Regions from separate parts of the Gasterosteus aculeatus genome. Here region 1 is linked to region 2. The links are chromatin contacts, called in public Hi-C maps. All regions are on one chromosome and are shown on one strand. The core of a region is the stretch at or near the end of the contact, and the rest is flanking DNA. Distances in the headings are between cores, read along the strand shown. Region 1 overlaps gsap (gamma-secretase activating protein). Region 2 holds the start of ccdc146 (coiled-coil domain containing 146).

What was found. Hi-C and Micro-C count contacts between places; a contact is called where the count stands out from the background.
Region 1: a contact with region 2 is called in a Hi-C map of whole body, with 3 times the contacts expected there. The contact joins the enhancer-like site here to the promoter of ccdc146 in region 2. A contact is called at or near these places in 4 of 6 Hi-C or Micro-C datasets (liver, skeletal muscle, tail fin and 1 more).

What each region holds. Positions count from the first base shown.
Region 1 is chr4:29,113,175-29,117,447 of fGasAcu3.hap1.1, reverse strand. gsap (gamma-secretase activating protein) reads left to right here. Exons shown (of 32, transcript XM_040173661.2): 26 at 1,579-1,649; 27 at 1,900-1,994; 28 at 2,603-2,722; 29 at 3,711-3,772. Among protein-coding and RNA genes, the nearest start is that of gsap, 17 kb to the left of the region's middle. Within about 2 kb of position 1,292, at least 2 of the 9 cell types and tissues checked have open chromatin away from gene starts, as enhancers often do.
Region 2 is chr4:29,070,842-29,075,173 of fGasAcu3.hap1.1, reverse strand. ccdc146 (coiled-coil domain containing 146) reads right to left here and starts at 2,897. Exons shown (of 23, transcript XM_040173653.2): 1 at 2,588-2,897; 2 at 1,911-2,104. The coding sequence starts at 2,588. It overlaps fgl2a (fibrinogen-like 2a), which reads left to right. Exons shown (of 5, transcript XM_078101845.1): 5 at 1-1,437. The coding sequence ends at 192.

The DNA.
Region 1 (4,273 bases), core at 43-2,542, 44 kb before region 2:
AAATAGAAAAAAAAAAGGCACGTCTGTCATCTTCCTTGCGCCTCGCATCCCGGCGAACGGGGTTATTATTGAATTTATTCAGGGGAGCGAAAATGAAAAAGGTTTCCCGTCCAGGGAGCGGGGGGGGGTTTATTAAAACACGCGCTCGCACACACAGAAAGGCCTATGAGAGACGTCTCTCAGGGACGTCTTGGTTTCCCGCAGAGTCGAGTTACTCAACTGCCGCGCGGCGTGCGTACGCATCGGGCTGACTCATGCTTTAAAAACTCAGGGAGGTACATTTTCAAGGAGGGCCGACTTCCCCTCCACAAAATAAAGAATATCTACCTCACTTGTCGGGGCTTATTGAGACTAATGGCTGCGTTGACACGGGGGAGAAGTTGGGGGTGAAATAGATTACAGCTTTTAAGAGCAGGGGAACTCCTGCTATGATAGATTACTCGCTCCGCAGCACATTATCGTCACAGTTATTTATTTCTTGTCTCCGTTGCTGTGCACAGCTGAGGTACATTTTCATAACAGCCAACGTCTGTGCAAAGAACAACTCGCTAATAGCTGAATACGAATTGCTGGTTAGGAATATGGAATTAATTGCAAAAGGCTGCACAATTGTGCAGAAAGAAAGTTGCTATACCCAAGGTTATTCAACCACACCAAGTATATCAAGTCTCTTTGCCGGGCCGAGGTTCATTAAGATAAATTGCTGATTCCTGATTTGATTCTCATAGAAATTCACACTGGGGATAGTGTGTGCGCGAGTGTGTGGCTTTTGTTTTCAGCACAAAAGAAGTCTCTGCTACATATTTCTATCCCTTTTAATAGTCTTCAGGGGCCTGGATTACATTAACCACGAGCACACAAGATGTTAGTTGGAGAAGTAAGAAAATCACAGTTTTAAAAGTGATACTTCTCTAAATTCTAATTCTTAACCTGCGAATTGACCAAGCATGTGTACAGACCATATGAAGCTGAATGAAGGATGTGTAAAACAAGAAGCTAAACAATACATTCAATCTGTGCAGGAGAAATAAAGAAAACCACAACAGGGAAAATAATTATGTCCGTCTTTACATTTTGGCCATGTTGGGTAAATGTTGGGTACATAAATGCTAACTAATTGAATTTCTCTGCGGTCAGTGGAGGACATCGGGGGACGGTTTTCCACTAGTGTCAGGCTCGTCTTCCTGTTATTCTACAGGAGACGAGAGGAGGGTGGTGCGTGGACCAGAGCCGCGCGTAACGTGCGTGTCTCTGCGGGCGCTTTCCAAGTGATTTGCGTGCATTTCAGATGTTCCTGCACCCGGAAAGACGTGTTGCGAAACCATGTGGGCGCGTGTTTGACGTTTGTTCCACTCCGGAGTGCACAGCTTTTTCTTTCTGTGGAAATCAATATGGGAAGTAGGAAAAAGAAAAAAAAGGGAAGGGTGGGTACCGATCATTGAACAAAGTGCGTTTTCACAAGAAAAAAAGTGTCGTCAGAGCAGAAAAATGCCTTGTTTCATTTTAATCTAATTGAGCATCTCCCTGCATGTGTGTGTGTGTGTGTGTGTCTCTGTGTGTTTGTGTGTGTGTCCTTAGCTGGAGCTCATCAGACACATGCTGGAGTCAGTCTGGCTGAAGCACAAACTGGGCCCTCGTGTTTTGTGCCTGTGAGTAGCCCTCCCTCGTCCGAGTGTGTCTCCTTTAAAGTTTCTGATTAATGTAAAGTATAAAGCACCGTCTGTGTGTGTGTGTGTGTGTATTCACCTTCACGCATGTGCGCTCCAGACTTTCCATCACTCCCCGCTGTGTGTGCGTCCACATGAGCAAACTGTCTGTTACTTCTCTTCACTTGTGCACGCACATGAAATAACATTCTTGCACAAATCTTTCACGTGCGTGTGCATGTGCGTGTTCCAGCAAGCGACAGGGCACTCCAGCCGAGTGGTCGGTGTTTCACTTCATGTTTCGGATCCTGGAAGCCACGAGGGGTCTGTGCCTACCCCTCCCTCCAGGTACCATCTGCACACGCACGCACGCACGCACGCACGCACGCACACACACACACACACACACACACACACACACACACACACACACACACACACACACACACACACACACACACACAGTCCGTCTCCCGCGGAATAACAAAGTGTGTTTGCACTGAGGGACGAGAGCCCCGCTCTCGTCGGCACTAATGTAACCAACAATATGTTAAACATTAGCAGAGCAGAGTGTGAGTACATCTTGAATGATTTGAGTTAATTTTTCAGCGTCTGCTGTATAAATCCACCTCCAATTACACACATTCTTTCTAGTTGCTCTGGAGGAGATTGCCTGCAGGTTGGAATCCTTGTTGGGCAACAAGAGAGAAAGACAGCGGCCCTGAAGGGTTGCAGGTGTAAACGTGTGTGTAAATTGGGTGTGAAGCTGTAAAACAGCCGCCCATCTCTGAGTCTCTTTTGGAGAATAGAAAAAAGAGCAATCACTCGGCCACGATGGCACGAAGCTCAAAGTGCCGCGAGCGCGGCTGAAGACTCGCTTTACTCTTTCACTTTAACAAGTTTCTCCCTCCTTTCCCCCTCATCTGCCCCACTATTGTCCCTGTGTGTCTCCGCAGGCTATCACACCCTGTTAGCCGTGTTCGCGGTGCGTTGCCTTCCTCATCACACCTTCCTGCAGTACATTGATCACGGCCTCCTGCAGCTCACTGAGACCTTTGTGTCTCGGCTCATGACAGGTACACACACACACACACACACACACACACACACACACACACACACACACACACACACACACACACACACACACACACACACACACACACACACACACACACACAGCTACATTAAAAAAAGAAGAAAAACCAAGAAACTTCAACCATTCCCCTCTTCGGTCCAGACTGGAATATATATGCAAGTATAGGATGGATTGCTATTAAACTGTGTCCAGACATAGTGTTTCTCTCACCGCCATCTGGTCAAGATTTCAATTTGTCCCATTTAAAAAAAACAAAAAAACATGATTCAAATGTTTTATGACATGCCATAACAATGAAAACATGTAATCTTTAAAAAAATATACTCCATGAAAGGTATAATAAAGGGAGCATTAACAAACGACAACACATTTTTGTGCATAATTCATAAATGCAAGCAACAAGGCCATTTAAATCAACGTATACGCTGTTGGGCAATTTCCAGAAAAATGGTGCACTGACCAACTAAAGGCCAACAACTGCATTTATCATCTGCTAGCCTTGAGAAGTCTTGCTTAGTCAGTTCAGGTGTGTGTCTTATAGCATGCTGGAGGTATTACATCTCCCAGAATGCTTCTGAGCACCGAGGAGCCATCCAGGAGGAGGGTCAAAGTGTCTTTTTGAATGGATTGTTCCCACTTTGCTAGACACAAAAACATACATTCTGTGATGTCTTAAAGCCCCCCCCCCCCTCCCCGCTCACACACAAAAAATTGTTGCTGACTCAGAATAGTCATTCCTAGCGGATCATTTGCACAGCCTTGACTGCCAAAATATGTTCTGTTTTACATTAAAAAAAAGGAAATATCACTCTAATTCTTTTTCACCCCTCTAATCCGGTAATTTGATTTCAAAGAACTGTGAGCATTTGATTCAGACACAGAGAGAGAAAAGATGCGACATCCTCTCTTCAGAAGATTTAATTAGCACCGTGTCTCCTCTTCTCGCCTCTGTCTCTGCGCGTAAGATTTGGACAACGATGCTGCCAACGAGAGACTGAAGTTCAGCATACTCAAGAGACTCCCGGAGGTACTTCTGTGCGAGTGTGTGTCCAAACACGGTTTTGTCTGTTTTTTTCTTCTCACAAAAGGGCCACGAGTAGATTAGAGGACTCTGCCATCCAAACGATGATATGCTGAGTGTACAAACTCGGGAGGACTGCGCTCAGATGTAGCAGTTTGTGACCGCAGGGAATTTCTCAGCGAGTAGGACAACGAGGCGCGAGGCTATTGCAATCCCATCTGTTAGTCGGGGGGGTTGGTTTCGATCCCCTTCTCCCCATTCTGGTCCAATTAAGAGTTTGAAGTTATTTTTATATCCCCCGAGTCCCCCTCATGCCAGCACATGTGTAACCAGCCGGTGTGTGTGTTAAGGGATGGGAAGAGACTGTGTGTCCCGAACACTCGTGTTACTTCCCTGGTTTCCCGTTTGTACAGGGTATATTTCCTCTGTAGTTATTCCTCTATGTGTGTGTGTGTGTGTGTGTGTGTGTGTGTGTGTGTGTGTGTGTGTGTGCGCGTGTGTGCGTGT
Region 2 (4,332 bases), core at 1,648-4,147:
GGCTGGTGGTTCGACGCCTGCATGTCCGCCAACCTCAACGGGAAGTACTACCACAAGAGGTACAAGGGAGTGAGGAACGGCATCTTCTGGGGAACGTGGCACAACATGTCGACGGAGTACTACCCCACTAACTACCGGCAGGCCTTCAAAACGGTCAAGATGATGATGCGGCCCAAGAACTACGCTCCTTAGGGCGACAGGTAAACGCTGATATGGTCAGGCGAACGGATAGATGGACAAACACAAGCAAACACAAGTCAAAAGTCACACACATGAGCATAGGCAAGCATTTTGTGCACATATTAGTAGACACCTGAAAAGTCCTTCTGACCATGTAAATGCAGCGACAACCAAGATGATTGAGAAAAAAAATGTAACTGTGCTATTACGTTTTCCCACTGCAGTGCGAGTGGCCTTCAAAGTGGATTCAAATGATGATCGTAAAGGACAATGGACTATGAATAACGATGGCCGAATAAAATTAAAACACACACACACACACACGCAGTGTAAAGGCCAGCCTCCTGCAGGAGCTATAATGTTATACGGAGGGTTACCATGAACGATTTTTCACAGTTTCTCTGACATTTCTCCACTTTGCGTCCTGCTGCCTCCTGCTAGAAGCCCAGGCACAGCACAGCACACTGTAGTAGTAAAAACTAATGAGCTGTCATTTTTGCCGCTCTAAATGCTTTCATAATTAACAGCAGCCAATCAAGTGAGTGAGGATGTGAGGGCTGAGGATACAGTTTGGAGTTGCTGTGAAATTCACCGGGTAACAACCTCATGCTGGGATTAGAGTCAAACTGTTAAAAATAAATAAACTACAGTAAGTGACATACTAGAAACTTGGGGCAGGCAGCAGTGCACCACTAATGACGTCTGTGTCGTTGGTTTAATTACACTGGGGGAATTTTGCTAATGTCGTCCTATATAAAGCATCCCGCTCCAAATATGCCGCCTGATATACATTTCTATCGGATCATTTCCAAGTGTTCTGCATCATTGGTGCTCTAGTAAATTCTTCTTGCGAGCAGCCAGGGAGCAGAAACCTTCCAATTGTATTTACACCATTATCTCCACGTGCACTGAGCTGCTGCACGCTTCACCATCTGTACAATACTGCCGCCTAAAGTTAAAAAACTGTAATTCACTATATACACACTGTGAAAGGGAAGAATTAAGGACGTGTATAGTATTTATTGTATTCTGGGAGGTATGCTTTTATACAACACATAGACCATACAGTACAAGGTCTCATTTGTTGACATCCAAGCAACAATAAAGTGTGCATTGTTGTGACCATTTACAGTAATTATGTGTGTGTTTGGAGCTTTGTGTGTGTACAATATTGATCTTTTCTATCATTCATATTAAACCATCATGCAACAAGATATGCACTTTTTTATGTGAAAAATAAATTAAGTTCTAACTACATTGCTGTGTATATTGCGTTTTTTGGCAAAACCATTTCATCCTTGATAAACGTATGCACATTTAGCCTGAGTATTCATGAGAAGAAAAGAGGGCTTTTTGACGCCTGTAAGAATTGAGGGATGAGGTGCTGCACACCCGTAACAGATGGGTTAATTAGGGGCCCACTCAATAAAACTATTCAATCAAAAGTGACTTCACGCAAGATAAACGACCACACCGTGGGCTTGTGACTTTAATGTCTGTTCACCTTTATGTGACAAGTTAATAAAAAGGTACCGTGCTCATCCACACGATGCTTTCCAGTTCCAATAGTTGACTTTTTGTTCAATCACATCCCACACGTCCACGCACAGTATCGAGTGATAGTCTACGCATCACTTTAGCTGGACCAAATGTTGTTTTGTTGGTAATGTAACCATTTCCGAAATGCCGTTCACAAGAAATGTGATCATTTATCATGAAATGCATCTTACCTCCTCTATGCACTGGAAAGCGGGGCTGGCGGTGACATCAGTGCTAGCGGAGGGCTGCGCCTCCTCTGGGGATGCAACATCAGGTGCAAGGGCCACCAGAGGGTGGCCCCCCATTCCCCTCTCCTCATGCTCCTCTTCTTCAAACTCCACTTCTCTGGGATTGCTGCTATCTTTCTGCTCCTCGAATAGACTCACTAATGCAAAACATTAAAAAAAAGGATACAGTCCATCAACCAAACTTCTGTCTATGCCCACATTGTGAGTTGGGTGAGCGGAGGGAAGATGGACAAAGCAATGTAATTGGGTATGGATATTAAAGAAACCTCTAAGGTGTGGTTCATATCTATACTCTCAGTGTAACTCCCTCAGAGGTGAGTAAGGCTACTTCCAAAAAATGAAGAAGAATTTGATGCAAAGGGTGCAGTCGCAAACCGGAAATGCTGGCCAAGGCACACTGGTCCATTTAAAGTTAATTTTGAGGAATTTAAGTATTTTTTGTTGCATAAACTACACAGAAAAAAATAATAAAAGTCATGACGACACAGTACAGACTGAGTGAATAGGTTAATATAAACCGCACGCGCTATTTTACGACGCCGAGAAACGGCAGTTTGTCGGTGTTCGTCTGCAAAACGTCTGCAAAACAGAGAAATAAAAAGTTCGTGTAAAAGTCTTACTTTTGAATGTCTCGAATCCTCGCACGCGTCTCGACGTCTCTGTCCTTTAGTCTTGTAAAACGTCAAACCATCCCAACGCATTAGGCAGCGTGAATAAGGTTACAGCTAGTTAATCTTTGCAAAACTCAAGTCGCAGATTTATTTCCGGTTGAATGTTTTGTTGTTCTCACCATAGCAACTAAACCCTGAATCCCTAGTTTCAAGTCCCGTATTTATTCATTGCTTATTTATGAATACGCAATATATAGCATTTGTCCATAAAGTTGCCAGTTTATAATACACCCGTAGGCCTATTTTAATTTTTAAATGTGAAACACCCAAACAAAACAATCCCAGACTTTTTACTTTTTTATATACTTGCGGTGACTGTCCAGCAGGTGGCGGTAAATAGTAATTAACCAGGATCTTCACCTGCGCATCATCGCAGCATCCGCCGTCAGCAGACCGCGAACACGTGTGGGTGAAAGCAAAAATAAAGCTCCTTCTCCTTAATATTATGATGAGCCTTGAATCTAAATCATGGGAGACTGTGTTTCCCACTTTTCGTTTAGTTTAGTGAATAAATGGCCCCGCTTTTCAAGGGCGTTTTTTAGCATTACTTATTCATTTATTTTATACAAAAGTTCACAAAACCACGCGGCTTAAGAGTGTCTTTCAATGCCGTGAAGGTGAGTGGGTCATTGTGTGCAGGAAAGTAGTTTAGTTCGACAAATTCTACACTGACTTTTCTTATTTTTAATGGAAAATTTTGTTTTTTAATATAAGATAAAAAAATCCATCTCCTCATTTTCCAACTTCAGCCTGTATAAATGACATGAAGGACGGTGCTATTATTTTCGTATATAGAATAATTACTTCCATTCTTTACTTAAGACCTAACATATTATGTTTTATACTATAATGCGTTTTACCAATTGTAATTGCAGATGAAATCAACCAGGCCTGTTATTTGAATTTCCCTGGCAGAGGTTTCCAAAATTAACACTGAATTCCTTCTAAAAATGGGAATATGCTTGTTTTGGAAATGTGTCCCTTCTTGTGCTGCTAGTAATCACATTGGCTAAATAAAGCATGAAGCCAAGAGTCACAGCTATTTGGGGTAAGAACAAGTATGAGGCATCAGAAGAAGGACCCTGAGAGCTTTTGCTTCAGGTTACTGTTTGTTGCTAATCCAGTCATTTATATACTTAAACTGTACCGTTATAGTTCTTAAATACCTATTTTCCGGTGTTGCTTTAACGTTTTTGCCCTCAGTTAAACTAATAAAAACTGCTGACTGTGTGTTTTATAAAACACTGTTCCACCATGTTAACCAAAAGGGCTGACTCGAGCTTCATGGGTTCATCAGCAGCAGATGTTGATGATGAATGTTGAGTCACTCAGCGGGGGCAGTTGGCAGGGTTGAAGCAGTATAGCCTACTGTAAATTGAAAAGATGGCAAGGTGGCCGGAGGTACATGCAGTGGCACGACTTTAAAGAGCTCCGTTTAGGATTCATGCCCCCTTCATGATGAATAACAAAGGTGATCTTTCCACTTTTCGTCTCGCTCCACCATCATTGATGAGTAAATACCTGCAAAACATGAAATGACCACAGCCTCAGCATTCGTTTAGTGCTACATTGGCATGTTAGACAACAAACTAAGAGGGTGAACATTATACCTGCTGTCATTTTATTGTTGTAACTTTTGCATGCCGGTGTTTATGTAAAAGTGTGGCTGTACCTATTCTATAAGTAGCATGCAC